Linked DNA regions of Mus musculus: regions 1, 2, 4, 5, 6 and 7 are each linked to region 3. The links are chromatin contacts, called in public promoter capture Hi-C maps. All regions are on one chromosome and are shown on one strand. Each heading gives the region's core, a stretch centred on a gene start, on an enhancer-like site or on the middle of the called end of the contact. The rest is flanking DNA. Distances are from core to core; before and after follow the strand shown. Region 1 holds the start of Fadd (Fas (TNFRSF6)-associated via death domain). Region 2 holds the start of Ppfia1 (protein tyrosine phosphatase, receptor type, f polypeptide (PTPRF), interacting protein (liprin), alpha 1). Region 3 holds the start of Ctsd (cathepsin D). Region 4 holds the start of Echs1 (enoyl Coenzyme A hydratase, short chain, 1, mitochondrial). Region 5 holds the start of Zfp511 (zinc finger protein 511). Region 6 holds the start of Ccnd1 (cyclin D1). Region 7 holds the start of Spef1l (sperm flagellar 1 like).

Evidence for each region. Promoter capture Hi-C pulls out the DNA fragments that hold promoters and counts their contacts. Capture Hi-C pulls out chosen DNA fragments and counts their contacts.
Region 1: a contact with region 3 is called in a promoter capture Hi-C map of pre-B cells, with 2.3 times the contacts expected there. The contact joins the promoter of Fadd here to the promoter of Ctsd in region 3. A contact is called at or near these places in 3 of 39 promoter capture datasets (the C10 cell line, liver and pre-B cells).
Region 2: a contact with region 3 is called in a promoter capture Hi-C map of liver, with 3 times the contacts expected there. The contact joins the promoter of Ppfia1 here to the promoter of Ctsd in region 3. A contact is called at or near these places in 2 of 39 promoter capture datasets (hippocampal neurons and pre-B cells), 1 of 115 datasets of contacts at active chromatin or transcription factors (bone marrow-derived dendritic cells) and 1 of 9 other capture datasets (liver).
Region 4: a contact with region 3 is called in a promoter capture Hi-C map of pre-B cells, with 4 times the contacts expected there. The contact joins the promoter of Echs1 here to the promoter of Ctsd in region 3. A contact is called at or near these places in 2 of 39 promoter capture datasets (liver and pre-B cells).
Region 5: a contact with region 3 is called in a promoter capture Hi-C map of adipose tissue, with 3 times the contacts expected there. The contact joins the promoter of Zfp511 here to the promoter of Ctsd in region 3. A contact is called at or near these places in 1 of 484 Hi-C or Micro-C datasets (B cells) and 1 of 9 other capture datasets (adipose tissue).
Region 6: a promoter capture Hi-C map of embryonic stem cells shows a contact between it and region 3, with 5 times the contacts expected there. The contact joins the promoter of Ccnd1 here to the promoter of Ctsd in region 3.
Region 7: a promoter capture Hi-C map of neutrophils shows a contact between it and region 3, with 5 times the contacts expected there. The contact joins the promoter of Spef1l here to the promoter of Ctsd in region 3. A contact is called at or near these places in 1 of 39 promoter capture datasets (neutrophils), 1 of 484 Hi-C or Micro-C datasets (neutrophils), 1 of 115 datasets of contacts at active chromatin or transcription factors (bone marrow-derived dendritic cells) and 1 of 9 other capture datasets (adipose tissue).

What each region holds. Positions count from the first base shown.
Region 1 is chr7:144,580,343-144,584,207 of GRCm38.p6, forward strand. Fadd (Fas (TNFRSF6)-associated via death domain) reads right to left here and starts at 2,099. Exons shown (of 2, transcript NM_010175.6): 1 at 1,762-2,099; 2 at 1-518. The coding sequence starts at 2,047. The coding sequence ends at 187.
Region 2 is chr7:144,552,243-144,556,122 of GRCm38.p6, forward strand. It overlaps Ppfia1 (protein tyrosine phosphatase, receptor type, f polypeptide (PTPRF), interacting protein (liprin), alpha 1), which reads right to left and starts at 1,487. Exons shown (of 32, transcript NM_001195086.1): 1 at 1,277-1,487; 2 at 28-291. The coding sequence starts at 291. It also overlaps the pseudogene Gm35626.
Region 3 is chr7:142,386,299-142,390,327 of GRCm38.p6, forward strand. It overlaps Ctsd (cathepsin D), which reads right to left and starts at 1,529. Exons shown (of 9, transcript NM_009983.3): 1 at 1,439-1,529. The coding sequence starts at 1,506.
Region 4 is chr7:140,113,836-140,117,906 of GRCm38.p6, forward strand. Echs1 (enoyl Coenzyme A hydratase, short chain, 1, mitochondrial) reads right to left here and starts at 2,586. Exons shown (of 8, transcript NM_053119.3): 1 at 2,472-2,586. The coding sequence starts at 2,559. It also overlaps a transcript of Paox not described here.
Region 5 is chr7:140,034,701-140,038,481 of GRCm38.p6, forward strand. It overlaps Zfp511 (zinc finger protein 511), which reads left to right and starts at 1,691. Exons shown (of 6, transcript NM_027201.1): 1 at 1,691-1,906; 2 at 2,120-2,193; 3 at 2,520-2,721; 4 at 2,816-2,940. The coding sequence starts at 1,754. It overlaps Tubgcp2 (tubulin, gamma complex associated protein 2), which reads right to left and starts at 1,974. Exons shown (of 18, transcript NM_001286007.1): 1 at 1,647-1,974.
Region 6 is chr7:144,937,773-144,941,473 of GRCm38.p6, forward strand. Ccnd1 (cyclin D1) reads right to left here and starts at 2,059. Exons shown (of 5, transcript NM_007631.3): 1 at 1,724-2,059; 2 at 115-330. The coding sequence starts at 1,921.
Region 7 is chr7:139,977,276-139,980,905 of GRCm38.p6, forward strand. It overlaps Spef1l (sperm flagellar 1 like), which reads right to left and starts at 1,480. Exons shown (of 7, transcript NM_001033465.3): 1 at 1,272-1,480; 2 at 759-870. The coding sequence starts at 1,407. It overlaps Adam8 (a disintegrin and metallopeptidase domain 8), which reads right to left. Exons shown (of 24, transcript NM_001291066.2): 23 at 2,685-2,759; 24 at 1,657-2,252. The coding sequence ends at 2,202. It overlaps Gm16201 (a long non-coding RNA gene), which reads left to right. Exons shown (of 5, transcript XR_389973.3): 5 at 1-1,705.

The DNA.
Region 1 (3,865 bases), core at 849-3,348, 2.2 Mb after region 3:
ACCTTCATGTGTTCCGAAAGCCCAGGGAGCAGAGGTTCCGTAGATACAGATATACTCCAGGAGCTGGTGGGAGGGGACCCGCCCTGGATCAGCAAGGTCTTTTTGGCACTGGGCACAAAAGGCACTTGGTGCTACATCATGGTGTGATCAAGTCCACAGTGACTCCTGAGAGGAGCTGTAGGCTTGTCAGGGTGTTTCTGAGGAAGACACAGTTGAATCCCTTAGTACTGGGGACATATTCTCACTCTTGCTCACAGATTCCTGGGCTTCTTCCACCAGGTCAGCCACCAGATTCAGCCTGCAGGTCCGCAGCGCCTTAACCAGTCCGGCCACCGAGGCGTTCTTCTTCTCAGCATTCTTCCAGACTTTCAGACTCTCCCTTACCCGCTCACTCAGACTTCGGGGGTACTTCTCCTCAATCCCATCCATCTTGGCCTCAGACACCTTCAGCTCGCGGGCCAGTCTTTTCCAGTCTCTCCCCACATTGTCACACACAATGTCAAATGCCACCTGCAGATCTAGGAGGGAAAAGAGCAGTGTGACTTGACTGAGGAGCTGGGGCAAGTCTCCCTACCGGCCACCAAGCATGGGCCTGAGCACTTCGAAGACAACATCACTTCAAAGCCACTCAGGTCCTGTGCTGACACTAAGTAGCACAGGAGCTACTTCAAGATACCCAAAGTGGCCTGATCTGCCCAGCCACATTCTCAGCCTGGGCCACAGCGAGCTATGGCTTAGAAGACTGTCAACTGAGGACTGGAGTGTCAGAGGGAAAAAGCAGGGCTGCCCTAACACCCCGCTCAATAGTGGGTTGGCCAAAGTCCCCAAAGCTACATCTTACACTGTGACCTTTGCTGGTTTGACCAGACACCACAAAAGATCTGTCTCTGTGCTACTCTGGAGCCCCTGCTTAGACACAGGCAAGGTGTAATCTCTGTAGGGAGCCCTGGGCAGTGGCTGAAGACCCTTTACTGGATTCCTGTAACAATAACAAACATTGGAATGCCTTGGAGATGTGAATACACAATCCATTTTCGTGTGGATCTTGCACACACCGGCAGTGGGAAGCTTTACTCCACAGGCCCTCCAGCTGCTTTGATGTTCTGTGTCACTGTAGACAAAGAGCAACGGTGACAACCAACCAGGAACTAAATAAACCTTTGCCCCTTTAAATGGCTTCTCGAGTATTTGTCACAAGTGATCAAGTGTCTAATATATGCTTAATCTGTATCTACATCCCAAGGCCAGCCTGGTGTTGCTCAGCTGTGGCTGCTATCCACTGTGCGTTATGGGGAGGCATAGCGCCTCCTCTCTACGCAAAACAGAAGTAACTGCCGATAACCAGACACTGCACTCTGGACCAGAGAGCACAGCCGCCGCGCAATCTTTCCTTGGCCAGGAAGGGCAGTCTTGGACACAGGCACTCCCACTACGGAAATGGTGCCGAGCAGCCGGCACACGTGACCTCTGCCCACTCTTCAACGCTACCCTCACTGGGGTTAAGATGCCTTAGTCACATTCACTTCTTAGCTGAGTTTTCCAACGAAGCACTGCAGGTCTGAGGCGAGTTAATACTGGGGTTGGGCAAGTGGCACGAACCCTTGGGTTCAACCTTGGCACTGCCAGTAAGAAACAAGACCTCCCAGCTTCCGGCTCAAGCGGTTGAAAAAAGTGGGCGTGCCCTAGAGTCCATCCCAGTCGGAGCCAGTGGAGGGTGCACTGAGGCCAGGCCTCCCCGCCCATTCCCCGCCCCCTGCCCACCTGCCTCCCCCGGGGGCGCAGCGGTCGCCGTCCCCGCCTCGAAGTCGTCCAGGCGCTGCAGTAGATCGTGTCGGCGCAGCGAGGCCAGCAACTCGCGCAGCAGCCCGGTGTGCCCGCGCTCCAGGTCGTTCTGCTCCAGCAGCACCGTGAACAGGTCCAGGCCACTCTGCACGCGCTCCAGCTTTCGTTTGCTCACGCGCTCGCGGCACAAGAACTTGAGCTCCATCAGATCGTTGCCCGACAGGCTGCCGGACAGCGAGTGCAGCAGCACCAGGAATGGGTCCATGGCAGTGGTACGCCGGGCTGCCCCTCAGCGATCCCACATAGGAAATCACCTTAGGCTTTCCCGCCCAGCGTCTCGCGGGATGTCCAAATCAGACGCATGCGCTTCGGATGTGGCTGTAACCGCTTCCGCCCGGGCTGGCATCCGCTGTTGTAGTAGCTTTGACAGCTGAGCTGCGTTGACTTCAGCTTACGCGCGCGTTTCTCACCCCGAGGCAGAACAGATCTTGTTCACCAGAAGTGTAACGTGGATCCTCTTGGGGCTCTGAGGAGCTGCGCAGCCCTACTGTGTGGGGGGGGGCTGGAAGAGCAGCTGCAGATGCCTACGGCTGCCAGATCATGTTCTATCACCGGAAAGAAGGAAAGAGAGAGAGAGAGAGAGAGAGAGAGAGAGAGAGAGAGAGAGAGAGAGAGAGAGATGGATGGAGTTACTTATGGGCTGGAGAGACAGTTCAGGGGTTAAGAGCACTGGCAATTCTTACAGAGGACCTTCACGAATTCAATTCCCAGCACTCACATGATGGCTTACAACCATCTGTAATTCCAGTTCCAGGGGCTTTGACATCCTCTTCTGGCAAGCACACTTGTGGTATGCTGACAAAATACTCGTACATATAAAAACCATTAAATATTCCTTGGTATATGTATGAGCATTTGTAGGTGGTTTAGTGCTCCTACAGGTCTTCAAGTGCCCACGGAGGACAGGAAAGGGCATGGATACCCCTAGGACTAGAGTTCCGTTTGGATGTGAACTCTTGTGTGGATCCAGGTTCTCCGTGAGAGCAACACAGTGCTCTTAACCGCCAATCCATTCCCCCAGGCCAATAATATGTATATTAAAATGAGTAGAAGAGAGGATTTGGAATATTGTCATCAGAAAAAGTTGATGTGTGCCGGAGGTTGTAGAGACACTAACTGCCCTGCTTTGAGCTTTCGTTAACAATACACTGATTCCACAGCCACACCCAAGTACTGCTCATGAGTTAAAAAGTGCCTGTTGCCCAAGCTTGAGGACCCATGCTCAGATCCTGGTGTCCACATAAAAAGACGAACAAGGAGGTGCCCATCTGAAACCCCAACTTTGGCAGAGACAGATGGATTCCTGGTGCTCAGTGGCCAGGCACTCTAGCTGAATGGCTGAGCTCCAGGTTAGTGGGGCGCAGTTATGCACAGCATACCCAGCAGGGTTGACTTATATTTTTTTAGATTGACTTATAATTCACCCATTTAAAGTTCAGTGCTTTGGTTGATTTTTGAGACAGGGTCTCACGCTGTAGCCCAGACAGACAGCTGAGGCTGTATAGAATGACAAATGGGGCTGGAAAGGTGGCTCGAGGTTAAGAGCGTTTGTTACTCTTCCAGAGGATCTGGGTCTGGTTGCAAACAACTATGCAGGACTGCTTACAACTGTCTGTAACTACAGACAGGGGAATCAGGGGCCCTCTGCTGGTCTCTGCTGGGCACTACAGTCTCTCTCTCTCTCTCTCTCTCTCTCTCTCTCTCTCTCTCTCTCTCTCTCTCACACACACACACACACACACACACACACACACACACACACACACGAACACATTTTTACTAGGTTGGGGGAGGGCTCTTTAGGGGAGCAGACCAACAGAAGTGAATTTACTGGACTGGCTTACTTGAGGGGGCTGAGTGTATGTATCCTGTAAATGCAGAGGAGATTCAATCCCAGAAGCTGGAAACCTCAATAGTCAGAATCCAATCTTGAAAGTCTGGGGGTTCCCTGGAGAGCCTATAGTTGTTGAGTCTATAGTTTTTCCTCTATGGTAGTTTCTTTTGAGACAAGATCTCATGTAGT
Region 2 (3,880 bases), core at 237-2,736, 2.2 Mb after region 3:
TCCTTGATTTCAGTTTGATGGGCATACCTGTGGAAGTGCAGTATTGAGCTGCCTCTGCAAAGAATCTCTTTCATGACCAACTTCATGCAACTTCCCCTGGGTTAATGCCAGTGTTTCTTGTGTCTCTCTTAGTGTGTCCAGAAGGCGGTCCCGTTCTTCCAACATGGAAACCATGAGCTGCTCAAAATGCGAATCAGCATCTGGCTGTGAAGGGGAGCCTGACCCATGGCTCCCACCTCCTCCTGGAGGGCCTTCTGCTTCACTAATGGTCGGCATCACCTCGCACATCATCTTGAAAAAGGAACGGTACAGACCACAATCAGTAGGTGCAGAACAAGAGTTTCCACAAACCTGCAGCTTTCTGAGCACCACCTGTGGCTAATGAGAAAAAGGCTGACAGCCCCAGAGCTATCCGTGACGATCATCCACTCTGGATGCACACACTCTGGGAAGTAGCATGCACAGGTCAATATAATGAGCAGATTGGGGGAGACAGTCCTGGGAGCAAGAGGAGCTGGGATGCTCACCTCCAACCAGTGGGGGTCTGTTTAAAATCCACATTTAACAGCTGAAGACAGTTTCCTCAGGAAGAGAGATTCCAAACAGTCCCTCAACCACAGAAGAAGACTGGAAACTGACAAAACACCAGCACTATGGACCCAAGCATCCTCCAGGAATGTGTGCAGTCAGCTCCTGGGAAGGACTAGCAGGCACCCTGACTTGTGGGGCTGGATATTTGGTGATCAGCGGAAAAAGCAACTGGATTGGCTTTTTAAAGTCTGGACAGAAGTGTTTAGCAAAGGCCTGCTGCTGTGTAACGGTTGGTCAGCCAACCCAACTTACATAAGTTCACAGTCAAAGACAGGGGAAAAGAACAGAAAGAGAAAATATACCCACACTGGGAATCTAGGAAGTCGGGACAACAGGGCTAGGTTAAAAAAAAAAAAAAAAGGAGGAGGAGGAGGAAAAGGTGAGATGGAACTAGAGATTGCATGCTGTCAGGGCACAGGGTGGAGGATGAAGCAGAAGGCGCTGCAGGTGCATCTGAGCAGCACCCGCTGCCCCGGCCTGGCTCAGCTGACCCCACAGCCTCACTGCCCCCAACCTCACTTACTCTGGCCAGTCTAAGCGAACTCGGACCTAACTGCTATCAACCCGTTTTGCCAGGCTAGCCGCAACTCTGCTGGCTCTGCTGACCCCCGCACACTGACCCTGCCGACCCGGCCCCACCGACCCTGGCCCGCCACCCAGCGCGGCCCGCTCCACCCGCCCTCACCTTGGCCGGCGGGCGCGGCTCCGGGGCTATGAAGCGGCCTTCGGGCGGCGGCCGGCTGCGGGCCGACCCACGCAGCCCCGCGGCTGCGTCCTCGCCCGGCCCCCGGGCCCGCCGCCCCGCTCGTCACGAAGGCCGGCCCGCCGCCGCGGGACACTAGCGAGCGCAGAGAACCGGGCCCGGCGCGTCGCCGGCGTCAACGTGCCCGACGTCCGGCGCGTCGGCGCGAGCGTCAGCACCGCCCCCCGCGGGAGAGGTTGGCCGCGGGGCCGTGCGCATGCGCTAGATCCGCGGTAGTGGGCGGGCGGTCTATCGGGAGATCCAATTGGCTAGTCCTCGCTTTAGCCCCGCCCCCGGCAGGCCAACCCCCTGCGGAGACAGGGCGACCGTGGAAACACCGGTAAAGATCTCTGGCAGGTGTGCGCAGCTCGCAGTCCTGCTTCCGTGCTCTCACGCCAGTGTGTGTGTGTTGACGTCACCCAAACGCCGACGTCACCTGAGCACTCGCCCCCCCCCTCAAAACCCAAGACCTCTGGGGAGTCCCGCCGGACCACCTGCAAAACCGGAAAGTGCTGACAGGTCGGGCAAGGTACCTTCTACCTCTATGCCTACCCTTCAGAAGTCTGAGGCAGGAGAATTACAGCAAGGTGGAGACTCTGCCTGTAAAATACAAACAAAGGCTACTGCCATCAACCCTGACGACTGAGTTCGAACCCTAGGACCCAGAAGACCTGCAGTAGATCCTCGGAACCTACATAGTCCTGAATGTTGTCCTCTGACCTGCACACATGTATCGTGTGGGTGCATACATGTGCTCACATTCACACGCGCACACACAACAACAACAAAATGTAAGGGCTCAGTCACTCTTGCAAGTATTAGAACCTAAGTTCCATTTCCCAGACTCCACGTAAAAATAAAAAGCTAGCTGGCCTTGGTGCTACACGCCTTTATTCCCAGCACCCAGGCAGATCTCTGGGTTCAAGCTAGCCTTGTCTACATAGTGAGTTTCAGGACAGCCAGGAGTACATACTGAGACCTTGTTTTAAAACTTTTTTTTTTAATTAACGCCAATAAAATAGTCCAGAAACCAAAGCAAAATGATCATCAACCATAACTGAAAAGCCAATAAAACTTTCCAAAGGCCAAGGCAAGAATACTGTCGACTAGTATAGGCTACATAGAGAGCCAGGACAGTCAGGGTTACATGGGCAGATTCCTGTTTCAAGAAGTCAGTAATTAATTACAAAGTCAAGTTACAAGTATAACCAAGCACAATAGTGCCCACCTGAAATCCTAGCACTCAGAAAGCAGAGGCAGGCAGGCAGATCTCTGAGTTTTGCCCGATCTATATAATGAGACCTTTTTCCACAAAACAAGTCAGAATGTAAATAGAAGCAGCAAAGTCTTTAAGGACTATCAGCCACTGCACACAAGTTCTCAGTTGCCTTGATCTCAGGTTTGGATTTGAGGAAATGCTCAAGCCAGACGTGGTGGCGCACGCCTTTAATCTCAGCACTGGGGAGGCAGAGGCAGGCGGATTTCTGTGTTCGAGGCCAGCCTGGTCTTCAAAGTGAGTTCCAGGACAGCCAAGGCTATATAGAGAAACCCTGTCTCAAAAAACAAAAACAAAAACAAAAACAAAATGCTCATGTCTCCCCAGAGGTTCCTGCCAATACAGCCATCTCCTAAGAAACTGATCCAGGACCAAACACAGCTCAACAGGGCATACTGTACTGGGTCCTCTTCCACAGTCAGCACATGTATGAAGCTGGCATGGCAGAAAGCTAAAGAAAACAATGCTTCTCCAGCAAGTTTCACCACAAGCTAAGAAGCTGAGCTGCCCTTAGCAAGCAGTGCATGCTTTGCAAGATGTGTGAATGGGGAGGTGTAACCACCCTTAGCAACAGTGCATGCTTTGCAAGATGTGTGAATGGGGAGGTGTATCCGCAGAGAGATGTCATCCTGCTGGTCCCTAATGCTCAGAGCTCTTCCCCAGCTTTCTGCCTGTGGAAATCCCAGCTCCCGCTGATTGGCACCTATTCTTGCAGACCATAAATCAGCAGAGATGGATGTGAAGAACAGAAGCTACAGGACCATTGTCCCTCTGGATCGCAGAGACATGGCTAACACTCACAGTGGTTTAGTTTTTTTAATCCCATTTGTCCATGTCTCTGTGTCTGTGTATGTCTACACATGTGTATACTACAACATACATGTAAAGGCAGGAGGACAACATGCAGGAAACATTTCCATCTTTCTATCATGTGGGTCCCAAGGATTAAACTTTGGTCATTAGCCTTGGTAACAAGTGCCTTTACCTGCTGAGCCTTCTCACTGGTCCGAATTTTATTTATTTTAGAGGCGAGGGCCCTTTGAGACAGGCTAATGTGCAACTTTCCACACACTTGTCTCGACCTCCCACGTGCTGGGATGACAGATGTGTGCTATCATGCATGGCGTTGTCAGCCCCCTCTTTTTTTTTTTTTTTTTTGGAGACAGGGTTTCTCTGTGTAATTTCATGTGCTTGAGTGTCTGTCTGTCTGTCCGTAAATATATATGCACTGGAGTTACGTATAGTTGCAAGCCGCCATGCAGGTGTGGGTA
Region 3 (4,029 bases), core at 279-2,778:
CCTGGAGGTTCTTCCCCTAACCATCCAAGAGGCTTCAACACCAACTCCTCATGCTCTCCCTAGCCATCCCTGCACACAATCTGGCAACTCTCACCCAAGAAACCTACATGCCCTACCACCACAGACTCAAGGCCCTTATATGCTCCCTGCAGCCCTGATGCAGACAACTAAATAGGGGACGCCACCATTAGATAGCAGAGGGAGAGGGGTCCCTGCCCTGCCCTCCAGGTCACCTCTCCACCACCACCCCACCCCCCACCCCCAGTTTGCTCCTGTTCCCAAGGAGAGCTGATCTGTAATCACTTGTTGAAACTTCTCTGCCCAGGGATTTGTAGCCAAGGTCACAGCTGACCTTTCCTGGCATGCACAGTGCATGCTCTGAGAGACATAGGAGTCTTGCCTAAGAGTAGTGGGCTGGAAGAGGCAGGCTTCTGGCCTGGGGCTTAGGGGAGGCACACACCCTGCAAAGGTCAGGAAACATGCCAACAAGCCTAAGAGTGTGGCTTTGTTTCTGGTGCCTAGTCTCAGGGATCCTGGAGTCCACAACACCTCTTCCCAGAGAAGAGAAGCCTGAGGGCAGGGCAGGCAAGCCCAGGGCAGGATCAAGCCTAGGCCACTCCCTACAATGGCTCCACTGAGGCTACCCACCCACAGCTTGCAGCCTACAGACTGGGCTCCTTCCCACCCAACCCTGGTGCCCAGCCGGCAGAGCCAGCTCTACTCCCGCAGCCTACGGCCTCAGCCACCTGCCACGACCAGGGACTCACAGAGTGGGAAAACACACGGGCTACCACCAAGACCTCATCTAGCACAAAGGCCAAGTCCACGGGCCTGAGAAGGGCCTGGTCCCCAGTGGGGTAGACCTCAGCTCCAAGGTATTTGAACTGGGCCACTCCATACCTTCTCTCTCTGGGACTTGTGCAACTCAGGAGGGAGGAGGAGAGATTCACCACCCAGGACAGGGGGGATCATCTTTGAGTAAACTTCTAGGGCTATGCACCAGTGCACAGCTGTCAAACAGGGTCCCTTAAAAGGAAAGGCCTGAGGAAGTTCAGGGGGGCAAGGGCCTACTAGGTTTTCCAACTTCCACAGCTGGGTTCAACAGAATCCTATCCATGGGGCAGCACTTCTCCTCAGAAGCGGCCGCCCCGCTACACACACACACACACACACACACACACACACACACACACACACAGAGGCGAGGTTGGAGTCAGACCCACTTGTGGCCACCCTACTGTACCCTCCTGTTCGACCATAGGAGTCATAGGAGTGGAGAGGGGCCCAGGAGACCCCTGCCTTTTGAGTGTCTCGCCCCATAGTCTGTGGGACCCTGAGGAAGGCTGCGCTGGGTGCACAGGTGCATTCCAGCACGGCCGGAGCACGCGGCACTCCAGGTGACGAGCCCCGCATCTCCGGACCCAGAGCGGGTCCTCACCTGATAATCGCGAAGGAGGACGAAGCCAGGAGGCCGAGAATGAGCAGCAAGACGCCGGGAGTCTTCATGGTCGCGGCGGCCCGAAGAGAGCAAAGCTTAAAGCCAGAGGTCGCCGGCTTATAGGCAGGATGACGCCGCAGTCCCGCGGAGTCAGCTGACCCGCTTGTTTGGCCCTCAACGGGTCACGTGAGACGCGGGCGAGGGGCGGGGCGACCCGAACCCGCCTCCAACACTGCCCGGGCGCAGGCGTGCCCTACTCCAGGCCTACGCACGGCTCTCGGGAACGCGCCCGCCCACTTTCCTGGGACCGGAGAATGACTGGATACAGGTCACGTGGGGGAAGGAAGACCAGGCAGGCCCGGAAGCATCCAGAGGGGCGGATCCTGCCCTCAGCTCCGCCCCTCCCTTAATCTGTCTTTTTTGCATAATTGGGGTGCCCACTACCAGGATGTGGTCTTTGTCTGATTGGGCCCTGACCCTCTCCTGGATGCCAGCTTAAACCTAAGCCTTTTCTCTTTCAGCTCTGTTCCTCCTTGAGAATTTCCCTGGAGCCTCTCTGGACTCTTGGACCAGCAAACTTCACCCTCTTCAAAGCTCCACTACCTACTCATCTCCCCAGAGCAACACCCTTTTTATTTAAGCTGGAACACCTAACATGCACATTCCATAATGTAGCAATGTTGATTGCAGGCCTAGTCCTGGACTATGCATCTATTGATACAAGGGGTAGGGTGTACAGTGAGATGAGACCAGGGTTGCAATCGCCACTTGGGTCTTAACTACTTCACTCTTTAATGCCCTGCTTGGTGTCAGCAAATGAATTGGGTGCTGTTTGAGAGAGGCAGAGTCCAGCTCTCCATCATGGAGAGCTGAGCCCAGAAAGGCATTTAAGGGGAATGTCCTCTCTGAGAGGTGGTGTCCATACAAGGACAGGAACGCAGAGGAGCCTTGCCAGGGTCTGATCCCGGGAGCGCTTTTGGACATGTTCTACCTGTATTGAGGAGGTGGATGCCTCTAAGTCCACTCTACACATGGACACATGAGCTGTTCTGGTTCCCCAGGTTCAAAGCTACAATTCCCATCAAGTTACATCAAGTTGGGCACTTGACCTCTGCCAAGGCTCTCCACTCAGGGTCAGTGTTAATAGCTACACGTGGGTCACCACAGCCTGGATCCTGCCTCCACAGTCAGCACTCCACACATTGCTTAAAGCTTGGGTGTGAGGGCGAGAGCTGCCCTAAGATCTTGGAATCTGACCCTCTACTCCTTTGAATCTAAGACTATTCTTTGGTAGCCCAAGAGACAGGGTCTGGCCCTGGAGTTGCCATTTGCTTCCTAGAGTTGCTATCTAGAGATGATTGCTGGACCATGGGTGGGCAATGGGAAAGGTCCTCTGGGGCACCATGCTGGCTCTCCCAGCCCTGCCATAAATAGTGTTGCAGGGTGCTCAGGTGCCAATAGAGACATCCATTAGATGTGTGTCGGCATGACTGGAGGCAGGACATAGCGGTCAGCTGTGCTCATGTGTGGCTCATATAAGCCACAGGGTAAGAGACTGATGGGGACCTCCAGGGGCTCTCTGCAGTCCATTTTCTGCAAAGAATTCTAGCTGCCTCTGTCCCTGGGTTTCCCCATATAGTCTGTGTGAGTGAATACCTAGATGCACCCAGTCCTGTAGCTGCTACCCCACTGGACCTGGAAAGCTCAGGGATGAAAGCTCAGGTGTGTGCTTTCTGATCCCCTCACCTGACAGACCTCAGGGATGGGCCATAGTGTCTAGAATTCCTGAGTTCTCCCACCATACTAGATTATACTCTCCCTCTCTGCCTGTCTCAGGCCTCTTGCACCAGGCTTGCTTCTTATACTCTCCAGCCAGTAAAGGGTCAGTGTGTTCAGGCCCTGCAATTCTGCTGTTAGTCATCCACCTTCGGTCCAGGGATCCACTTAGCAGGCAGGGCTCACTTTTCAACCCTTGCCAACTGCGCCATACATTGACCCTGGCGGATTTAGAGGGGCCCATTGACTTAATGACAGAGCAGAGGGCTGTCTTGGGGTTCCAGGTGCACCAGACTAGATCAGCTGCACTCAGTAGGGATACAAGTCTTATCTGGTGCATAGAGTAAGGGGAATAAGGAGGCAGGTGGGAGAAGCCAGCCTAGATATCCAGCCTGGGTACTTACAGCGTATGGAGCTGCCTCCAGAAAACGGAGTGGCCCTGAGTTTTCCTTAAAAGCTAGGCCCTGACATTTTTTCCCACCCGCAAGGTTCTCCTGCCCATTTGACAATAGGTCCTGCTATGATGGAAGGCAGGAAGGGGAGCAGGCCTGTGCAGCACCCTCTGTGTAATACTCCCTTCTCATGGAGACATTCATTGCTTAGAGACCATCCCCAGCCTTGGCTCTGAAGTGAGACAGCCCAGGCCCATATGATTGGAAGCTACCCTGCTAGACTTCCACTTCAGAAATTCCCCACGGGGATCACACAGTGCCTCCTGGGCCAGGCCCCTCTCAGCCACCCAGGATATTGCCACATTCCTCTTGGGTTCCCATTACTACTGAATACCAACTGAATACCAGCCTCTGCTCTTGGTG
Region 4 (4,071 bases), core at 1,336-3,835, 2.3 Mb before region 3:
TTTTGGTTGTTTTGAGACAAGGTTTCTCTGGCTGTCTTGGATTTCACTATGTAGACCAGTCTGGCCTGGACTCAGAGATCTGCCTGCCTCTGCCTCCCAAGTGCTGAGATTAAAAGTGTGTGCCACCACCAGGTAACTAATCTACTCTTAAGGCACTCCTTCTCTGGTGTTTGAACCTAGTTCTTCAAGATTCCAATATACACTTAAGACCCTCAGCTCTCTAGCAGTTTTCTGGACTCCAAAATCAGATTGGGCCTGCTGAGATATTTAGTCTCTTGGACTGAATAACTACTGAATCCTTGGCCTTTCTTTCAGGAAACATCCATTGTTGGACTACTCAGACCACAACCTGTAAGCCACTCTAATACCCCCCCTCCCAACGAATAGATAATATATATATATATATATATTCATTCTATCAGTTCTGTACTGAAACAGGTATTGACAGGGAATTGTGTACTATGCTTACTGCTCCAGCCTGTAGCTCTGGATATGATCTATCCAGACATGGTGGCGGCGGCACAGACCTTTAACCCTAGCACGCAGGAAACAGATGCAGGTGCATCTTCCTGAGTTCCAGGTTAACCTGGTCTAGTTCCAGGCCAGCCAGAGCTACATAGTGAGATAGTGTCTCAACAAACGATCAAAGGAACGAAAAGGAAAACTCTAGCACAGAACATTCACCCTCTCCCCATATGCCTGCACTTTCCAGAGCAGACAGCAGGCGGGAGCCAGCCAGAGCCCGGGCCTGCTGGAGCAGTATGCCTGGTGGGACAGAGACTGATCCAATGCACCATTTGTTCTAGGAGATCTGGAGGGCCAACCAGCTCAGACTTGGGGAGTGCAGCCCACAGACTTAAGGTGAGGGAGGTAAACCTGAGAGTGAAGGTCTGTGTTCTGGGTGATTTGTTCCGTTGTAACTTAAGTGTGAGGTACGTTACTGAACAGTAGGCTGTCTACCATTCCGGGAAGCAGGACATGACAGCCAATCCAGGTTGGGATTCAGGAGGAACCCTTGCCCCAGAACGTGGTTAAGAATTCACAGTGGACCCAGAAACTTAGGATACCCAAGATATAAGATACAATTTGCTAAACGCATGAAACTCAAGAAGAACGAAGACCAAAGTGTGGACACTTTGCCCCTTCTTAGAATTGGGAACAAAACACCCATGGAAGGAGTTACAGAGACAAAGTTTGGAGCTGAGACAAAAGGATGGACCATCTAGAGACTGCTATATCCGGGGATCCATCCCATAATCAGCTTCCAAACGCTGACCCCATTGCATACACTAGCATGATTTTGCTGAAAGGACCCAGATATGGCTGTCTCTTGTGAGACTATGCCGGGGCCTAGCGAACACAGAAGTGGATGCTCACAGTCAGCTATTGGATGGATCACAGGGCCCCCAATGGAGGAGCTAGAGAAAATACCCAAGGAGCTAAAGGTGCAACCCTATAGGTAGAACAACATTATGAGCTAACCAGTACCCCGGAGCTCTTGACTCTAGCCGCATATGTATCAAAAGATGGCCTAGTCGGCCATCAACAGAAAGAGGCCCATTGGACTTGCAAACTTTATATGCCCCAGTACAGGGGAACGCCAGGGCCAAAAAGTGGGAGTGGGTGGGTAGGGGAGTGGTGGGGAGGGTATGGGGAACTTTTGGGATAGCATTGGAAATGTAAATGAGGAAAATACTAAATAAAAAATATTAAAAAAAAATTCACAGTGGAGTACTAGAAGTCTGTAGAGGAGTTGAGCCAAGGAGTGGGAAGGGAGGAACTATTCAGCTGGCTAGGAAGGAAAGTGGGTGTGTCGGTATGGGCTACGCTGATTGGGTGGCTTGAAGGACACGATCAGGAGAGACTGTGGAAACAGCAGAGACTAGACAGGAGGCACTATGGACAAACCTTTCCCAATACCCAGGCTGTCTTACTTAACCTACTTTCACATTCTCTTAAAGCTACCTAAACACATGGGATTTCACAACCAACATGCATGTTCCCAGCTGACACTCATAAAAGTTCGAGCGTTGAGAAGCTATTACACCCAGAGCCCTCCCACTAGACATGGCTTCGAGGTGCTAGGATCTGGCTGGGCTTGTAAGGTGAGACTAAGGTCAGACTGAGGAGCGGGGAACGGGGTAAGGAATTGGGAAGGGGTCAGTCGAGCGCTGGAGTTGGAGGCTCAGAAGGAAGATCACCAAGCTAGAGTCAGTGGTCACTTGCAGGAAATCTGGGTTTAGTGTGGGGATGCGTACTCGAATCCAGGGTCCAGGTACTTCAGAGTCAAGTGTTGGGAGTGCATGCTTGTGGAAGTAGGGGGTCAGACAAAAGATCTAGAGTTAGGAGAGAAGGGCCAGGATCAAGTGAGGATGCGTGCAGGCCGGGGTTTAGGGACCACCCAGAGGTTATGGGTGGAGAAACCACCCAACGTGGGTGGGGTGACGCACCCCGCCGGTGTCCGCACTCACCCGAGGCGAAGCGCCGTAGTTCTGGGCAGCGGACTGAGGACAACAGTGAGCTACAGGCTCTGGGCAGCAGAGCACGCAGGGCCGCCATGGCGGAGAGACGATGTGTTCCGCCCACAGAATCGCCCCGCCTGCAGAATCGCTCCGCCCCAGATCCCAGGCGGGATGAAGACGGAAGCTTAAGGGGTGGACCCGTGACCTGAGCGGGCTGGTACAGAGGGCGGGGTGGGGCAGCGTGGGGTGCTGGGCTGCGGTTCTTGGAGTAGTCTGTTAATTGCATCACTTTGGTGGTGTGCCCTTGGCGGGTGCCCGGTTTACGAAGCCAGACTGGGAGACATGGCTGTGCCCTTTCCCCTGTGATGGCCGTATGCTTTCGTTCTTGACCAGGGGAAAAACTACGGGAAGACGCGATCACAGATACAGTAATAAAGCATAAAGCGGTAAAGTGCAAGACGGTTTTGTTTAGCTTTGTGTGAGGGTCTTACTTCATAGCCCTGGTTGGCTGGAACCCTCCTTATGGGCCAGGCTGTTTCTCAATCTCACAGAGATCCATTTGCCTCTGCCTTCCAAATGCTTGGATTAAAGGCATGAGCCATTATACCCTGCTCCAGAGGTATTCTTTACATGACAACTGACTAGCTTCATAACACCAGGTTAGAAATAGCTGTGATTTTACAAGATGAGAAGATTTCACATAAATTTAAAAGAAAGCCAATGTTTTGTTCACGTAAATTATCTTGAATTATAACTTAAAAATATTTAGCAAGTATTATCAGGCCTTCATTTGTATTCTTGCCCTGGTCCTGCAAACCCTAGGATAGAGATAAAGGACAGAATCTCCAGACAAAAGCAAGCTTGATACTGTTATGCCGGGAAGTTTGTGAACCCCAAAAGTCCACCAAGGAGCCTTTTCGATGTAATAGTATTAGGGTCTCTATTACAGGCTCAGGCTTGGGCCCTCTCCTCCAACTCAACCCTGACACAGCAGGACAGGAAGGGAAGGCAGAGAAGCCTTGAACTCTCATCTGGACAGGGCTTTACAAGAAATGGAAGGTAAGAGAGGGGGTGTCCATCTTGGAAAGTATCTAACTGAAGGTCTATTGTAAGCCGACTGTATTCAGTCACAAAGGGTCTGAAAGTGCATCTGAAACAATCAGGCTAGTCTTTGTTTTACTGTTGTTAGGAAGTAGCTACAGAGTAACGCTGGCCAAGGACAAGCCATGGGGTCTTTCCTGGTACGTGGGTACAACCTGGGTTCTTCTGTAGGTCAAGTTCTCAGGCTTTTTTTTTTTTTTTCTTTTAGATAGAGGCTGGTCCCAAGATGGAGTAGGTTTGGATTCTCAATACTTTAAAGAAAACAATCCAAACCAGAATAGAACAGTCAGCAAACTTTATTTCAAGACTAAGATAGAATATAAACAGAAACAGACCACCACCAAACCTTTGCTCCAGGTCTCTGTGTTAGCATAGGCTAAGCAACCATGACAGTAGTTCCAAAATGAAATGTCTCAAACACAATTTATTTAACAACCCAGGACTGGTGTTGAGGTTAGGTGCCTAATATTCTCTTGAGTTTAGGGACAAAGGAATAAACACCTAAAGA
Region 5 (3,781 bases), core at 441-2,940, 2.4 Mb before region 3:
GACCCCACAACTCTTCCACCGGCATCACGTGTCAGATATCTTACATATCAAGTACTTACAGGATGATTCGTAACAGTAGTAAGGCAATAGTTTTATGGTTGGGGGTCAGCAATACACGCACTGTTGTATTAAAGGGTCGAAGCATTAGGAAGGTTGAGAACCACTACAGGCTCCTAGATAATAAAACCAGCCTGTGCCGGTTGGCTTTTGTACACTTGACACAAACCTAGACATATCTGAGAAGATGGAATCTCCATTGAGAAACTGTTTCTATCAGATTTAGCCTGTAATCAATACCTATGGGGCATCTCTTTGATTGATGACTAATGGGGGAAGGCCTGGATCACTGTGTGTGGGGGTGCCACCCCCTGAGCAAGAAAGCAGGCTGGCCTGGGTGTGTGTGAGTGTGTGTGTGTGTGAGACATTCACCTTTAATCCCCAGCACTTAGGAAGCACAGACAGTCACAGATCTCCTAGTTCAAGACCAGTCTGGTCTCAGAACAAGCCAGGACTACACAGTAAAAAACAAACAAAAGCCCCCAAACAAAACACCTAACCAAGCCGGGCAGTGGTGGCGCATGCCTTTAATCCCAGCACTTGGGAGGCAGAGGCAGGTGGATTTCTGAGTTTGAGGTCAGCCTGGTCTAACAAAGTGAGTTGTCCAGGACAGCCAGGATACACAAAGAAACCCTGTCTCGAAAACAAAAAACAAAAAACAAAACAAAACACCTAACCAAGACATGGCCTGTCAAAAACATTTTATCATTTGCAAAATGTCAAGAATCCAAATACTTTTACAGAGACAAAAGTGAGAGAGATGATATCACGCCTGGTCATAAGCAGCTGTCTAAAGACATAGAAACGCTCATTTCCAGGGCTTAATTACAGAAAGGCTTTCCTTCCTTCATCCCTCCCTCCTTCTCTTCTTCGCCCCCCCGCCCGTGCCTCTCCCTGCTCCCCAGGTCCCTCTCCTTAGGGGGAAGGTTTTACTATAAATAAGAGAGAAAACATCCAGAGACATTTGGAAGAATCCAGAACAGAGAGAAAGAGAAACAGACCGAGCAAGGCCTGGGCTGAGAGAGAGGGAGAATAATCCCAAAAGGCTTTCATTTGTATCTATTAAACAGTAGCGTCCCTTCTTTCTTGACACTTATATTCATACTGGGGGAGGGTGACCTACTTTGGTAGAGGAGCAAAGTTAAAGCCCCTCAAAGTGTCAGCCGCACGTTTCGATCGTCTTTTTGTTTAGGTTAGGGTTTCTTTCCACACCTGTCTCTACTGCAGCAGGCCCTGATCCCTTCACCCCTGAACCCCGAGCACCAGCAGCAGATGCAGAAAACCCGCAGGCCAGCACCGCAGTCACCGCGGGGCTGTCAAGAGAGGAGTCACACTAACCACGAACTTCCCAAGGCCACTGCCTCCAATTGGACTCCTGGAGAGGACTGAAAGAGCCAGAGAGGCAGTCGCACCGTGGAGCGAGACAAGCCCGGGCTGGCGGACGGAACCGCCGGCGGCAGAGGCCCAAGAGAATCAGGCTCTTCCCCGCTGCAGGCCAGCCTGGCTCCGGTACCCGATCCCGCGCCCGGCTCCAGCCCCGCCCTTCTCCGACCAGTTCCCGCCACAACACAGACCCAGCCCTGACTCACCTCCGCGCGTCGCGTCCCGCCCCGCAGGGTCGCCACAGGAAGTTAGTAGACGTCACGTCCGTCACCACCCCTCCGACGGTGGCCGAAGGGCCGCGGCGGCCGTGGTGATGTTGCTTCCCCCTGCACTATATTCCCGCCTGGCCGGGGAGCCGGGGGCAGCCGAACCGCTGCCCGTGGAGAGGAACCCTGCGGCTGGGGAGGCACCCTTCCGATTCGCGCCGCGTGCCGTGCGCTTCCCGCGGGATCACGAATTCTTCGAGGTGCGTGACAACCCGGGCGGAAGATGTCCTGAGCCCCACAGGGAGGGGCCTAGAAGCAAGACTGTCGCTGTGGGCGGGGCTTGTGGGGACCGGACCTGTGGACCGGATCAAGGGGCTGGACACAGCTCTATGGGTTGGGGCGTGGCTCCGAGCTGTAGGGCGTGGCTTCGATGCCGGAGTCCACCCACAGCTCTTGACGCGTGTCTTCTGTAGGATGGGGATGTGCAGCGGCACCTGTACTTGCAGGACATGCTCACGCAAGTGTCCGAGACGCCGGAAAAATCCATGTGAGCACCTTGGCTTCGAGGCCTTACTCGGCTTGCTAGCGCTATCCTGATTCCTCCTCTCTCGTCCGCTTACACCCTGGGACTCCGACCCCTCCCAGTTGACACCCGAGTAGCATCCACTTAGCACCACCCTGCCCTAACAGGAGCATGGCTTGGCTGGACTTCCCTCCCCTAGTCTGTTAGTAAGGTTTGGGGTGGCACAAGAAGCGCTCTTCTTGTTTCAGGCTCAGCTGGAATATGGGTAAGAAGTTCCGCCGGAATTCCTGCCTTGGGATAGTTGGGGGAAGGGGGAAACATTCTTCCAAGAGACACACCTCCTTTCCCAGGGTGCCTGAGTTCACCTGTCAGGTGGCTGGCTGTTGCCAAGTGTTTGCCGCCATAGAAGACTACCAGCACCACTACCACATGATGCATGGAAACACCTGCTCCTTCTGCAACCGTGCCTTCCCCTCTGGGCATTTGCTGGATGTCCACATCCTGGAATGGCACGACTCTCTGTTTCAGATCCTGGCCCAGAGGCAAGACATGGTGGGTGCTGACTGCACTGGGTGCATCTGCAGTGGTGACTGGGATTAGGGCTTAGGGCAGGGTGAGAGTAGAGGTGACACTTTATTCTTTGTAGTACCAGTGCTTGGTTGAAAGCTGCCCAGAGAAGTTCAAGACCAGCCAAGACCGGAAGGATCACATGGTGAGGCTACACCTGTACCCTGCGGATTTCCGATTTGATAAGCCCAAGACGAACAGAGGGTACGTGAGGGACCCAGTTGTGACTGTCCCCAGTCTTAAGCCTGGGAACAGACACTGTAATCAAATCTTAGTGAGGACACTAACAGAGCAGAGGGTGAGGTGCTAGCAAGTGCTTGTGCTGGTGTGGTGTCTTCCATGGCCCTCTGATGCTACCAGCAGGGCACTGGGGACTGTCCCAAGTGTGTGTGCTTTTCCCATGGAATCCCCTGTGTGCTCTTCACACTTCTCCCATGGAACCCCCTAGGGTTTCTCTCTCTCTCTCTCTCTCTCTCTCTCTCTCTCTCTGCTTACTTTTATAAACTTGCCAACAAAGCTGTCTGTTAGCATGACTGTTTAGACTGCCCTAAGGAGAATAATTCCTGGAATAACTTTTAGAATAATGCTTCTTTGCTTCCTTTAAAAAGTGACTCCTTTCCATGAACTCCCATGATCCTTTGGTAGTGCATTGATGAGGTGACAGCTCATTCTGTGAAGTGCATAAGTTTGCGGTTCAATCCCTAGCACCTACCTTAAAAATCCAAGTATGGCGTGCACCATACAATGCTAGCACCATGAAAGTGAAGACAGAGAGTTCTGGAGTTAGGCCAGCCAGCTTAGCCTCATCTGTGAGCTCTGAGTCCCAGTGAGAGACCTCGTCTCATCCAGGTAGATGGCTCCTAGGAAATGGCACCTGAGGTTGTCTTTGGTCCTCAACATATAAACGTACACCACACACATGAGTATATACACCTAAGCACACACACAAAGACAAACAAATAAAATGTGTCTGAATTGGAGTCTGTTTTCAATCATGCAGAGCCCCATTGCACGGTGGAGTGCTTCAGGAGATCTGAGTCTTCAA
Region 6 (3,701 bases), core at 809-3,308, 2.6 Mb after region 3:
CGGGTGCCTTTCGTGGGGCAGGAGATCTGTCCATGGATGGCTGGATCTCCTGCCATTTGCAGCTCCCACCACCCAGCATAAAGAGGGATTGTCGGTGGTGGGTTACGTGGTTACCAGCAGCTCCTCGGGCCGGATAGAGTTGTCAGTGTAGATGCACAACTTCTCGGCAGTCAAGGGAATGGTCTCCTTCATCTTAGAGGCCACGAACATGCAGGTGGCCCCCAGCAGCTGCAGGCGGCTCTTCTTCAAGGGCTCCAGGGACAGGAAGCGGTCCAGGTAGTTCATGGCCAGCGGGAAGACCTCCTCTTCGCACTTCTGCTCCTCACAGACCTGCGGGGATCCGGACCCTGACCGTCAACGTGGGAGGGGGGCGTCGCTCGATACGACCCCATTCCCTTCTCCTAGATTGCACAGAGAGGGATTCCGGTGGCCAACTCCCTGGGATGCGCTCCTGCTCCGAGGGTTCCCAGTGCCCACCCACCCTGAAACTGAAAGGGAAAGTCTTTGGGCAGCTGGCGGGGCCGGTCGAAGCAATGGTGGCCACGGAGACCCCGGTCCCCTGTTGAAATTAGGAAGCCACAAGCCAGAGAACCCCACCGCGGGGCTGGCGGGGCGCCGGGGGCTGGGCGCCGCTCGAGCGCACGCGAGACACAATGGTGGCGTCCCAGGCCGCCGCGCTGCATTTCCCAGACGTCATCTTTTCAAAAAATATTTAAAAATATTTAAAAAATAACTAGGTGCCTAAAAACGACCTGAAAATAACCATCGGACGACCCTTGATCCAAGCCGAGGGTCAGGAGCTCAGTGGACATCGGGGGGTGAGCTCCAGCAACTCAAACTCCGGGGGCCCCCCTTTTGCAGGGTGCGGGCGCTGTTTGCCTCTACAAGGGCATTATGCCTCACTTTAAAAATTATTTTAAAATATTTTGGGACCCCTGAGTCTCCTGCTGAACATCTGAAAATGTGCTTTTGTCCCCCTCCGCCCCCAGTTTGACCTAGACAGGTTCCTCCAAATCCAGAACCGCACGCACAACAGTCAGTCTCATTGACTAGGGGGCCACGCGACCTTGCAGCCTGGCGTTTTCTCTGGGCCAGGCAGCGTGTGCGGGGTACCCAGGTCCGCTGTTTGAACAAAGAATCCCCCACCCCAAATATTCCTCACACTGTCTTATTTAGTGATTCCCGGCCGCCACGAGGCCCCTCGTGCCTGTCCCAGCGCCCCTACTGCCGCTCCCTGCCCTGCCCCCAATTATTAATAAACACTTTTTGCTTTGCAATAAAGGAGCAAAGATGGCGCATAATATTGGCACGAGCGGCCCTTGCATACGTGTCCATGGATATTAATTTAAAAATCAAATTTATGCCCCCTCCCCCCTTGAGCTGGCGAAACGCGCAGGGGCGGCCCCCGCCGAGGCGCTGCAGGAATGGGGCACAAGCGGGGGCCACAGAAGCTCAGCCTGCACCCTCTGTGGTGTCGCTGACACCGTCCTCCCTCGAAGGCACCCCTCCCCGACTGCCCTCCACCAGGAAAAGGAATTCCCATCTTCCCAACTCCCAAACCTTCCTCGTTCAAAAGGACCCAATCTATTTATTTTGTGAATACCGAGTCCTAGCAACGCACCCGGAAAACTCCGTGACGGAAGGGAAGAGAAGGGAGGAAGATGTTGGTGATAGCAACAAGTTGCCAGGGGGTCCCAAGCTAGCAGCCTGTAAAGTCTCTTACCTCCAGCATCCAGGTGGCCACGATTTTCCGCATGGATGGCACAATCTCCTTCTGCACGCACTTGAAGTAAGATACGGAGGGCGCACAGGTCTCCTCCGTCTTGAGCATGGCTCGCAGCACCCGGTCGTTGAGGAGATTGGTGTCAGGGTACGCGCGGCGGATGGTCTCCACTTCGCAGCACAGGAGCTGGTGTTCCATGGCGCGGCCGTCTGGGGAGGGCTGTGGTCTCGGTTGGGCTCCGGTGGCGGCTGCTGACGCGCGCTGCCTCGCGCTGTACTGCCGGTCTCCGGAGCGCGCGGAGTCTGTAGCTCTCTGCTACTGCGCCGACAGCCCTCTGGAGGCTGCAGGACTTTGCAACTTCAACAAAACTCCCCTGTAGTCCGTGTGACGTTACTGTTGTTAAGCAGAGATCAAAGCCGGGCAGAGAAAAGGGGGAGGGGGAGGGCCGAGGCGGGTGCAGGGGGAGGGGGCTCGGGAGCAGTGAGGGGGGGGGGCGGCGGGGGGGGGGCAAGCCCAAACCCTTCCCCCTCAGCCTTCGTAGATATGCAAATCGCTCGGACTGCTTCTCTCCAAACTGGGAAAGAGCGGGGCAAGGGGGAGGGGGGCTTCTTTCCCTAAGAGGGTCCTCCGAGACCTGTGGAGGTGGGGTAGTGGCGGCTCTGGACAGGAGGACAGCTAGGAGGGAGGCCAGGCCACACGCAAGCCAAGGAAGAATGTATGGAAGGGGAGCCTGGGGGTGCAAGGACACCCTGTTCTTAAACCGGGAGAATGGGTGCGTTTCCGAGTACGCCACGAGGCACCCACAGGCGGACCCATTGCTTAGAAATCCCAGCGTCCCTGTCTTCTTTCAATTTCATCAACACGTGTAAAATTCAGGAACTGTGTAACACCCGAAGATGCCAGACGAGCCCTAAGCTCTCGTGCAGGCTCCATCCTGGCGCACTGGGGTGGTTGCAAAGGGCCAGAGGGGTATCTGAACTTTAAAGGATCCCCAGCCTAGCATGCGCTCGCTCAAAAATAAAATAAAACCCCGAAAATTCCAGCAACAGCTCAAGATGGTGGCCATTATTTCATCTATTCCTCCTCGCTGGGGGGGTGGGGTGGGATCTGAGATTTGTCTTCATACAGTGACCGGTTTATCCTGGCCAGGGTCCCCCAGTATCCCCCTCCTCCACTGCAGGCGGTTTGCCCAAGAAAAATAAACCGTTGAAGAAAAGGTTGAGACACGATAGGCTCCTTCCTAATTTATTTTTTAATTAAGAAAAGTAAATCGCTGCAAGTTATTAGTCGCCCTTCCAGGAACCAGACCACCGGAAGCTTCTTGATTGGCTTCGTTGAGGGTGGTGGTGTTTCTCCACCTTTAGAATTGCAGTCTTGAGTTGGGGGAGGGGGGGGGCGGCTGGTGAGAATCAAGATAAACTTGTGAGCCGATAAGGTGATATTTAAAGAGAATCTATAGATGGTCGTGGTTAACTGAATGGACTCCTAAGTTTATAATTTATAGATTCAAATAAAATATTTTTAGAATAAAGCGGTTCCACCACCTTCGTCCATTATTTAGTTCCCTAGTTTTGGAAACGTTTTCACAATACCCGACTTCAAGCTAGGCGAACTATTCACACACATTTCCCACGGAATACTTTCGTGTCCCAGAAGAAACTGGTAAAGGAGCGCACAGCGTCCAGGCGGCACACAAGACGCAAACCCCTCACCTTCCGAGCTCATGCCTTCCGCTCCCCCTCCCCCGACATTGGGGTCCCTAAAGTCCGGACCCTTCGGGACAGTGATTCCACTGTAGCTCCGAAGGTGGTGGGTGGCCCGGGCAGAGTGCCCACGCTTGCTCTGGCCACAGGCCCCGCCAAGCCTGGGAGCCTTAGCCTAAGCACGAGGGCGGCCAGGCTGCCTTTTCATTCATAAAATCCCTACCGGGCGGCAGTAAGCATGATTTATGGGGCTGCGCGCTATCACCCGCGGCTGA
Region 7 (3,630 bases), core at 230-2,729, 2.4 Mb before region 3:
TTGAGCCCTCCCTGAAGTTCTATGCTCCCTGCAATGCCTTCCAGCCACTGGGCAGCATCTTGCTTTCTCAGAGAGCCCCTTTGTGCCCTGCACTTGAGTGGCGCATGGCTATCTCATTCTTGGCCTTTGGAGCTATGTCTCAGGAGATCGCAGAACATGGGGTGCTCTATCAGGCCATGTTCTCTGCATTCATTCTCATCTCTCTACTGGCTTGCCCTCGGTAAATCCTGTTGAGACAGCTCAACAGTACCTGGAAACCTGCAGCTGGGCCCTCTCAGCATGATCATCTCCCTTGAGGTCTCTTTTCATCTCTTCCCTCTCAAACATAAGCCCATGAGATTAGACCCAGGCCTGAGCCCAGCAATGTTTCTATTCCAATCTGAGCCAGTCTTTTGGGGGTGCCCACACAGGTTCTCCACCTTGCTCTGCTCAGACACTTCCCGAGGGCCCTCTGTGATTGGACTACATCAGACATATCTGCCCGACTCTGTCCTTGAGATCACTTATTATACACAGGCAGAGTCTTGTCTGAGGACATTTGGGGAGGTGAAGTAAAACTCTACTGATCCGTAAGGGAGCAGGCTAGCTGATAGGCTGCCCTAGCACCCCCAGGAGTGGTACTAGGGGTACTAGTGCCCTAGTACCCCTGGTTGTGGTACTCTTCTATAGGCAAGGACCCACAGTTAGGCAGTCAGAGACCCATGGCTGGAGAGAGCATCCCGGGGTCAACCTAGGTGGGCTGAGCTCCCAGGCCTTGCCTGTTGAGAAGGCTCCAGTTGCTCAGCTTCTGGTCTGTACTGCAGGCTGGGACGTAGCTGTGCAAGTCCACCAGCCGAGGGCGGAAGTGCTTCACAATCTCGGCCACCAGCACTGTGGGAATGCGAGGGGAACTTGGCTTGCCTGGTCAAGACCCTGGGTTGCAACTGTAATCCCTGACCACATGAGATGCATGGAATGGAGTGGGAAGGACACGAGCTTTTCCTGGGGAGCCCATAATTGTCCCCGAGTCTGGCACGGCACCTAGACTCCAGGTCAGACCAAGTGGTAGGATGGCCTGGGAAGCTAATACAGCGTGAGAGCCCAGGGGGAGCTGGAAGAGCCACAGGAGGCCCTGTTTGCTACTACCTTTCCTAAGGAGCACGAGTCTGGACTCAAGAACCGCTCCGTTCCCCCAACACCCACACCCGTACTAGGGGGCTGGAGGCAAGGGTGGCCCTCAGCTTTGAGTCCTCTTCATCATCCGCCCCATAGCGCCTCGCCCTCACTCGCACCACCATCACTGAAGTCCCGAGCCAAGTGGCGCTTGGGGCGGCTGAGTGGGAGCCGGTCCAGCCAGGCGCAGAGGTTATGAATATCCCCAGGCGTTGGCAGGAACGAAGCTGAGCTCGGCTTGGAAGCACTGAGCATGGCAGAGAAGTGGGTGTGCAGCAGAGAAACACAGCGGAAGAAACCTGGCGGGTTTGGACCGTTGCTGGGAGACGCGGCACAGCCGGAAGGGGCGGGGCCCTAACCGCGCTGGTCCCTCCCTCGATCCCAGGAAGGATTGGTCCTCCTGCACGCCCAGAGATCGGGCTGAATCAAGGTGGATGGTTAAAAAACGAAGGGAGATGGTAGGTGAAATTGTTTGATCTGGTGTAATAAAAACAAACTGCCATGTAGAATGTGATCTATAATCTATTGATAAAATAGAATCTTTATTAGTGAATAGTGTTTAGTCATAATTTCAACAACTAATCTGTTTCAATCCGGAGATGACGGCAACTTCTTGTCCCAACACCCCAAGAACGACGTCTTTTCCTTTCCTAAGTCTCATACACGAGTGGGATGTAGATACAGGAACTGTGCCTTGGAGAGAGGTCACTGTGTGAGGGCCAGTGCAGAAGTTGCTGGGAGGGGACTCCTGGCATTCTGTCCACCCAGAGACAGACAGACTTGATCACGCCCACTGCAGGGTACACCGCCCCTGCCTAGCAACTAGCATACGCAGATGTATGGTCTAAGCTGGCCAAGGCCAGTGAGAGGCCACTGGTTCATGAGGGCATCTGGACAGCAAGAGCCACAGAAAGATTATTCCTGAGGTAGGAACAGCGTGTGCAGGTCCAGCCTGGGTGGTGGTTGTGGTGTTGCTGAAGGAACACATTTATAGGAGCAGTGGTATCTCCAAACGTCCACAAACGATGGCCCTGGGGTGCCCTAGCTGGTCACCTCTTCTGGATGGGGACCTTCAGAGCAACCTTTGGCTCACCAGCTCCCTGCCAAGAAAAAAAGGAAATCGATATTAAAGAGGACCTGATAAGAGAGAGGTCCAGCTGAAAATACCCATTGCCAGTTCTTTAAATTTAGACTTCCACTTCCCCTAACAACAGAATGGGCCCGACCTCACAAGATGACTGTACTAGCATTTCATATATACTGTAGACTAGCCATATGAAAAGGAAAATTCCATAGCCCCCGAAAGCCGCAAGCACTGGAAAGTTCTGGCAAATTATAAAGCAGACATCAAGCCTGTTATTGAGGATTTTTTTTTCTTTCTTTTTTTTTTTTTTCAAATGTCACTAAAACTTACCAGCTAAGAAAATGAAAACAGCCACTCACCCTCCGAAACAGTGCCACAGTCAGCAGGAGGGTTCCTGCAAGATGGACTCCCCCTTCCCCTTCCCCTTCCCCTTCCCTCTGAGGCTCACCTGAGTTGCTCCAGGCACCGTCCCTCCAGTCCCGGGCTTGACTGGTGGTGTCGGGGGTGCAAAGGTTGGCTTGACCTGGGAGGAACCAGACACAGCTGACTGAGAGCATCTCCTAAGTAGGCCAAGTACGGCCCTTAGCTTCATCCTGAGGCTGTCCTGCTCAGCTCCAGCCTAGCCTGGAAGGCTTCTGTCTGCACGCAGCTCAGTAGGAAACATCTGCATGGCCTCACCGCTAGGAAGATAAAGCCCGAACCTGGCAGAGCTCCTCTTCTTGGCTAACTGTCCCAGCCAATCATCTTGCGGCCTCCCCAGTATCCCACACATTGCCCTGAAGCTTTCAGAACATGGGTCTTTAGAAGCTCAAAAGGAAAGAATTAACTAGGAAAACCCGTTTTGTTTCCACATTGTTAAAGAGGATGGTAACATGGCATGATGGGCTTTAGACACATTTTTCCCTCCCCCCCCCCCCCAGCTTCCTTTCATCCCTGCCCAGGATTCCCGTACCCTGCTCCGTTCTGCCTGCCGGGACTGTGACTAGGATGACATTTTCTTCCTTTTCTTTCTTTTCCTTTTGTTTTGTTTGAGACAAGGTTTTTCTGTATATCCCTGGCTATCTTGGACTCACTCTGTAGACCAGGCTGGCCTTGAATTCAGAGATTCAATGGTCTCTGCCTCCCAAGTGTTGGGATTAAAGGGATTTTTCAGCTCTTATATAAGTCTGAAATTAGTCCCTGGCCGGACACAGTGGTGCATGCTTTTAATCCCAGCACTCAGGAGTCTGAGGCAGGCAGAACTTTATAAGTTTGAGGCCAGCCCAGTCTACATAGAGGCCAACCAAGGCTATATAGTGATACCATGTCTCAAAAGAAAAAAAAAAAGTAAGAAAAAGAAATAAAATCATCCTCCTAGCCCGCCCCCCCCCCCAAAAAAAAGGAAAAACAGAAAA